Linked DNA regions of Mus musculus: region 2 is linked to region 1. The links are chromatin contacts, called in public HiChIP or PLAC-seq maps. All regions are on one chromosome and are shown on one strand. Each heading gives the region's core, a stretch centred on a gene start, on an enhancer-like site or on the middle of the called end of the contact. The rest is flanking DNA. Distances are from core to core; before and after follow the strand shown. Region 1 overlaps C2cd3 (C2 calcium-dependent domain containing 3). Region 2 holds the start of Ucp3 (uncoupling protein 3 (mitochondrial, proton carrier)).

What was found. HiChIP or PLAC-seq counts read pairs in DNA pulled down with a chosen protein or histone mark.
Region 2: an H3K27ac HiChIP or PLAC-seq map of embryonic stem cells shows a contact between it and region 1, with 10 read pairs. The contact joins the promoter of Ucp3 here to the enhancer-like site in region 1. A contact is called at or near these places in 10 of 39 promoter capture datasets (the 3T3-L1 cell line, 3T3-L1-derived adipocytes, the C10 cell line and 7 more), 3 of 15 datasets of contacts at CTCF or cohesin (CD8 T cells, the G1E-ER4 cell line and large pre-B cells), 13 of 484 Hi-C or Micro-C datasets (the Ba/F3 cell line, the C2C12 cell line, Sertoli cells and 10 more), 11 of 115 datasets of contacts at active chromatin or transcription factors (the HPC-7 cell line, double positive thymocytes, embryonic fibroblasts and 7 more) and 3 of 9 other capture datasets (adipose tissue, liver and pancreatic islet).

Annotation. Positions count from the first base shown.
Region 1 is chr7:100,428,822-100,431,612 of GRCm38.p6, forward strand. C2cd3 (C2 calcium-dependent domain containing 3) reads left to right here. Exons shown (of 33, transcript NM_001017985.3): 21 at 1,229-1,497; 22 at 1,916-2,005. Among named protein-coding and RNA genes, the nearest start is that of Gm10603, 39 kb to the right of the region's middle. Within about 2 kb of position 1,375, at least 76 of the 459 cell types and tissues checked have an H3K27ac peak or open chromatin away from gene starts, as enhancers often do. A contact at or near this core is called in the G1E-ER4 cell line, adipose tissue, bone marrow-derived macrophages and 8 more, where this site is marked.
Region 2 is chr7:100,471,639-100,474,338 of GRCm38.p6, forward strand. It overlaps Ucp3 (uncoupling protein 3 (mitochondrial, proton carrier)), which reads left to right and starts at 1,353. Exons shown (of 7, transcript NM_009464.3): 1 at 1,353-1,456.

The DNA of each region.
Region 1 (2,791 bases), core at 125-2,624:
TTACCAGGCCTCATGATCTGAATTTAATCCCTGGAATGCAACATATGGAAGGAGAAAACAACCGCTAGAAGTTGTCCTCTGACCTCAATGAGTGACACACAAAAATAGATAATGAAAATGTACTAAAAATAACTTCTTTCAAGCAATATTTATAAATTTTATTTTATTTGATGTGTGTGTACCATGTTCATTCAAATACCCTTGGAGTCTAGAAGAAGGTGTCTGAGCTAAAAGTTAGTTACAGGCAGTTGTGGACCACTCGGTGTGGGTTCCAGGAACAGAACCAGGATTCTCTACAAGAGCTTGATGAGCCTTCTCTGACCCCAAATACCAGAGCTAATAAAATTGGTCATAATCATCTGCCAATAACAAATGACACTAAAGGCGCTGCACTAAGATCACAGGTATCAATTTCATTGAACAAGTTGGGTTTACTGCTAATTGCAGTGACAGGAAGTAAACACCAGGGGGAAGCAGAGAGGGCTGCAGAGGACTTGGAGCATCTAACTGGGATTTGCTCATCTGGGAAAGGGCCCAAAGGAACAACACTTTGCTGCATTGTCTTTCTTATTACATTTTATCTAGAAGAAGGGCAGGCGAGACGAGAGTCAAAGTTGAACCTGTTAAGCTACAAGGGTCACCCAGGCTATGCAAGAGTGTTAGGTTTACAGACTGATCTTGCTTTGGTATGTTCTAAAGTAAGATAGTAAAGAAATCTAGTTTTTGTCTCACTTTATTATAGTGACAGGGTAACCTTATATCCAGCACCTCAGGGTAGTTTTTAATCAGGTTACTCCCTACATTAAAACTTTTGAGTTTCCCATTTTTAGTAGCAGTGGTATCCCAGTTTTAACTGAGCATTTTAATTTAAAAGTTAGCATAGTTTCAAGTTGGGGTGTGCTTTTTTATGTATAAATTATCTTCAGGTACATCTATATTAATATGCTAAATACATTATGAAAAGTGTCCTACAGATAAGCTTTAGTATATATAATAACAAGTTTTAATATTTTCTTCCAGCTTTTTACCCCCTGAACGTCCATGTAAATGTGCAGTCAGATCTAGGTTGCTAAGAAAGCACATTACGGCACTGCCAAAAGCCTCGATAGAGAGCTGTTGCTAAGCATGCTCAGGATGGTGTGGGACTAGCAGAGATAATTCCTGGGCACGCAAGCAGATTTCTAATGTGTCGGGGTAACTTCTTCTCATCTCCTTTTGTCCCCTACAGGGCGTTGGCTGAGCAGGAACCCGCTTTACAGTTTAGCGCCACCGTTGGAGTCAATGCTTCTGTCACCGCCCATCTCTCATTTCTGCCCAAGGGGGAGCAGCGCCAAACCCGCCCTGTGGCCTGCTCCTTCTGCCCTGAGTTCTCCCACCACATTGAGTTCCCGTGTAACCTGGTGACTCAGCACTGTAGTGGAGAAGCCTGCTTCCTGGCAGAGCTGTTGGAGTTTGCAGAAATTATTTTTGCTATCTATCATGAAAATACCAAATCAGGTAAGCAGCAAATGCCTTCAGAACGACATAAGGCTCTCTTTCGGATGGCATATTCCTTCCTAGGCAATACTTGAAAACTTGAGAAGTAGGAGTTATAATCTTTACAACTTCCAAAGGCCAGAGCAAAAGTAAGACGTGACATGTTCATGAAAGAGTGTTCAGATGTTAGTGCATGAGTGTGAGTGAGAGTGGTTCTGTGCTCAGGAGGTTTGTGCACTTTCCCGTGTGCCTGCAAAAGGAAGGTGTGATTAACAGCCTGAAAGACCTTCAGACTCTGACTAGCATGGGAACAGGAGAATCCCTAATGCATTGTCTCAGCCCTGATATATGTGTAGAGCTGAAATGTTCTAGGAGTCTACTGTAAACAGAGAGGCCTCAGTGCCCACCAGTAACTCCTCATTTTTGCTTCACTCAACAGTCAGTGATATAACCAGTATCCAGTCGTGCAAGGATTATCTGCTTGGAATAGTAAAGGTTCCAACGAAAGATCTGCTGGTCAAAAGATCTGGTAAGGATGTTGTCATGATGAGGTAATCCTGTCTAGCTCCCATTGCAAAATACACAAGGAATTCTGTCCCCTAACACATGCTATGAACTCACCCAGGTACCTCACAGTTCTCTCAGGCATGGTAAAAACTGTCCCAATGTCAGAGGTCATACTCACCCTACTTTAGGAAAACTGGTGCCATGTTGAGAAGACAGTAGCAGTACTTCTGCATATATGGCATGATGTAACATCGTTCCTTGGGCTTTGTTTGACCTTACAGTAAACTTCCAGCAGGATAAAGAAGCACTGTTTCCATTTGGCAGACCAGATGATCTCAAAGAAGCTAATTGGCCAGAACCACATTGCTATTGCGTTTGCGTTTTCACAATTTGCAGTGTAGTCATCATTTACCCATTCCTTTGCCTCTCTGTTCTCCACTACAGTAGAATAAAGATAACTGCGTAGAGGCCTGAACAAACAGGCCCGGCCTGGCACTGGGCCCAGGATACAGCTTCTTGCTCCATTCCCTTTCCTTTGCACTCACAATACCAGGGCAGTGTTTCAGATTCTATAGCACTTCCCTTCAAAGCACTTCCTCAGCCATTGTTTCATTTAGCAATCGACCAACTTGAGTAAATAAGATCACTATGGGAGATTAATGACTTATCCAGAACAAACCACTAGTTTGGAGTCTAAACCAAGGAAAGAACTCAAATCTTCCAATTTCTAGCCTTGTCCTTCCTGTCTAATCTCACTGGGTCTCAGTGGTCAGAGGAACGCAGGCTCCCAACCCAGCGTGGGTATGTT
Region 2 (2,700 bases), core at 103-2,602, 43 kb after region 1:
TTTGACTCTAGCTAGGCCTGAGCTCTCCTCCCTCTGGGTTTCTCCAGAACCTGCTGCCTCTAGTTTGACTTCTACTTGTAGCCCCAGCCCCCACATGGTTCCCACAGTCCTGCCCATGTCCAGATTAATAGTTCCAGACTGAGCTCAAAGCAGTGAGCAGGTCCTGGTCCAAGAAACAGGATAGACAGTCTAGATGTCACAGCACCCACCCTGCCATGGCGCTGCGCTCAAGTTCCAAAATGTCCTCTACCTTCTCTGTCCTACTTATCTCCTCTCCCCTCTCCTTTTAGTTTCCCTTCTATGCCACCTGGCTCCCAACTTCAGCTGTGCCCACCCAGTCTTTAACCTCAGCGCCTGCAGATGGACCAGCCTACGGTGGTTGCTGCAAGGGATTCTGCTCACCCTGCCCCATCTCCGGTCCCAGCATGTCCATGTCATGAGGAATCAGGATTGCAGCTGATAGACCCAAAGTGTGGTATAGGTTACAGGCAAGTCAGGCCTGCAGTGACCTAGCTGTCTGTCCTTGACAGTCAGTTTTCTGTGTAAAGTAAGCATTGACACATGAGGGCTCTACACAGTACGTCAGTGTCTACCGGTACAGTGCAGTGTGTTAACACCACTGTGAAAGAAACCAGCCACAAGAGGCTATACATTCTATATAATCCTACTCAAACAAAGCATCTAGAACAAGCAAATTAAGAAGCAGAATAAAGACGAGTGGTTGCCTGAAGCTGGGGGAAGGGAAAGGGGGTGACTTGTTCTGTTTTTGTCTTTGAGCCATGATGAAAGTGTTCTGAACTAGCATGTAGTAGTTGATCAACCAGACTGTACTAAACACTATTGTGTGCTCTATGTGGGCAAATCACATGCTGTGTACAATACATCTGTTGTCCTTTGTTTTTAAATTTAGGATCCTGCTTCCTAGAGATGTGGGAAATAGAAGCGCTGTGCCTGAAATATCAAGCATATCTTGGCACCAAGATGTCCTCTACCTTCTCTGCCCCGTCTTCTCCTCTCCCCTCTTGAGAATGTCAGGCCTCTAAGAAGTGACACCTGTAACCATTGTATAGGATCCTGGAGAGCCCCTGTCCTAAGAGACCTTGTCCTTTGGGCTCTCAAAGGTGACAAATGCTGTCACACACCTCCTGGCCACCAAGGTAGCTCTCCTCTTGAAAGCTCAAAGGAGCCACATTAAAGAGCCCCAGGTCACGGAAGCTAAACCAGATCTGGAACTCACTGGTCCCCTCCCCGCAGCCTGCCTCTTGTCAAGTGATCAGACTGTCAACTAGCTTCTCAGAATTAGGTTTCAGGTCAGCTGGTGCACAGGGCCAGTGCCGAGCCAGGGACAGCAGAGACAACAGTGAATGGTGAGGCCCGGCCGTCAGATCCTGCTGCTACCTAATGGAGTGGAGCCTTAGGGTGGCCCTGCACTACCCAACCTTGGCTAGACGCACAGGTAAGACCCCATACTCTGCTCTCCTCTCCCTTTTTCCCTTCCATGGATGCTCACAGCCAGGAGCTTGCTGGGATCACTCAGCACTGCGTGAGAGACCGAGAGTGAGCCGGTCTAGCTCCCACCTAGTAAAGATGAAGGAACTGCAGGCCTGGGGAGGGCCTTGACTTCCACATCTATGTGACTCCTCACAACTCCCGTGTTTTGCTGACTCCTCTGCTGGGATCTTACAAATGCCAGATGAAAAGTGTCCCTCTCCTTTGGCCCAGGATCCCCACGGAGCACAAAGCCCTCTCCAGCAAGGATCCTGGGGCCCTTCCTGGGTAGAGATGATGAGGGCACCTCTGGCCTGAAGCCTGGTCTAGAGCCCGTGGTCACTCTGTCTAGTGGCATCCTTGATGCGGATGTATTGTTGGAGAGAGTTGGGTTGGCCCTATAGGCTAGAGTACCTCATGTTGTGGGTACCCCAGTAGAGCTACAGGGTGAGGATTGTTCTCAACTTCCACTTCCAGCTGGGGGCATCAGACCGATAATAACCGAGGTGCGCCAAGGAGGAGGTTGGGAAGCTCAGACCTCAGGGCGTTCCCTACTGCGCCAGGCATTGTAGCCTCACCCACATACTCAAGTCTGTCTGCTCATCCTTTCTCTTTCTGATGGATGGTTTGGGGGCACTCCTTCAAAACTTGGGTACACACAATTGCAAGCTCTTAACCAAGTTCGTGCTTCAGTGTCTCTTGAGAGCACCTTTCCAGCAGTATCCTCAGTGGTGTTAGAGCCCCAAGGCTCCCTTCTCATCTATTCTTGCTGCCTGCACCAGCATGCTCTGACGGCCCAGGCCCCCACCCACCCTGGACTAAGTGTAACCTTGGCATTCGCAGCCTTCTACCAAAGGGCCCTGAGATCATCTTTGACCTCATTTCCTGTCTCCTCATTTTGGCACGATGGTCTGACTTAAGACCTTCCCTATAACAGTTTTCACAGAGGAGGGTAAGTTGATCTTGTCCCTGCCTGGAGGCTCCGACAGAGCCAGAAGAGTCACTGATAATGGGGCAGCGCTACAAGACAGTAGGGTCAGAAGTAGCAGAGGACAAAGTGGGTACAAGAGGGAAGCCCGGATTGACAGGGAAGCAAAAACTCCAGGGACACGCCTGGCCTCCGTGGGGAGAAAATTCCATTCCGTGCCTTCTGCAGGACCTGACTCAGCACCAACATCACCTGAGGTTCCCTCCAGCAGAAAGGACTCAGAA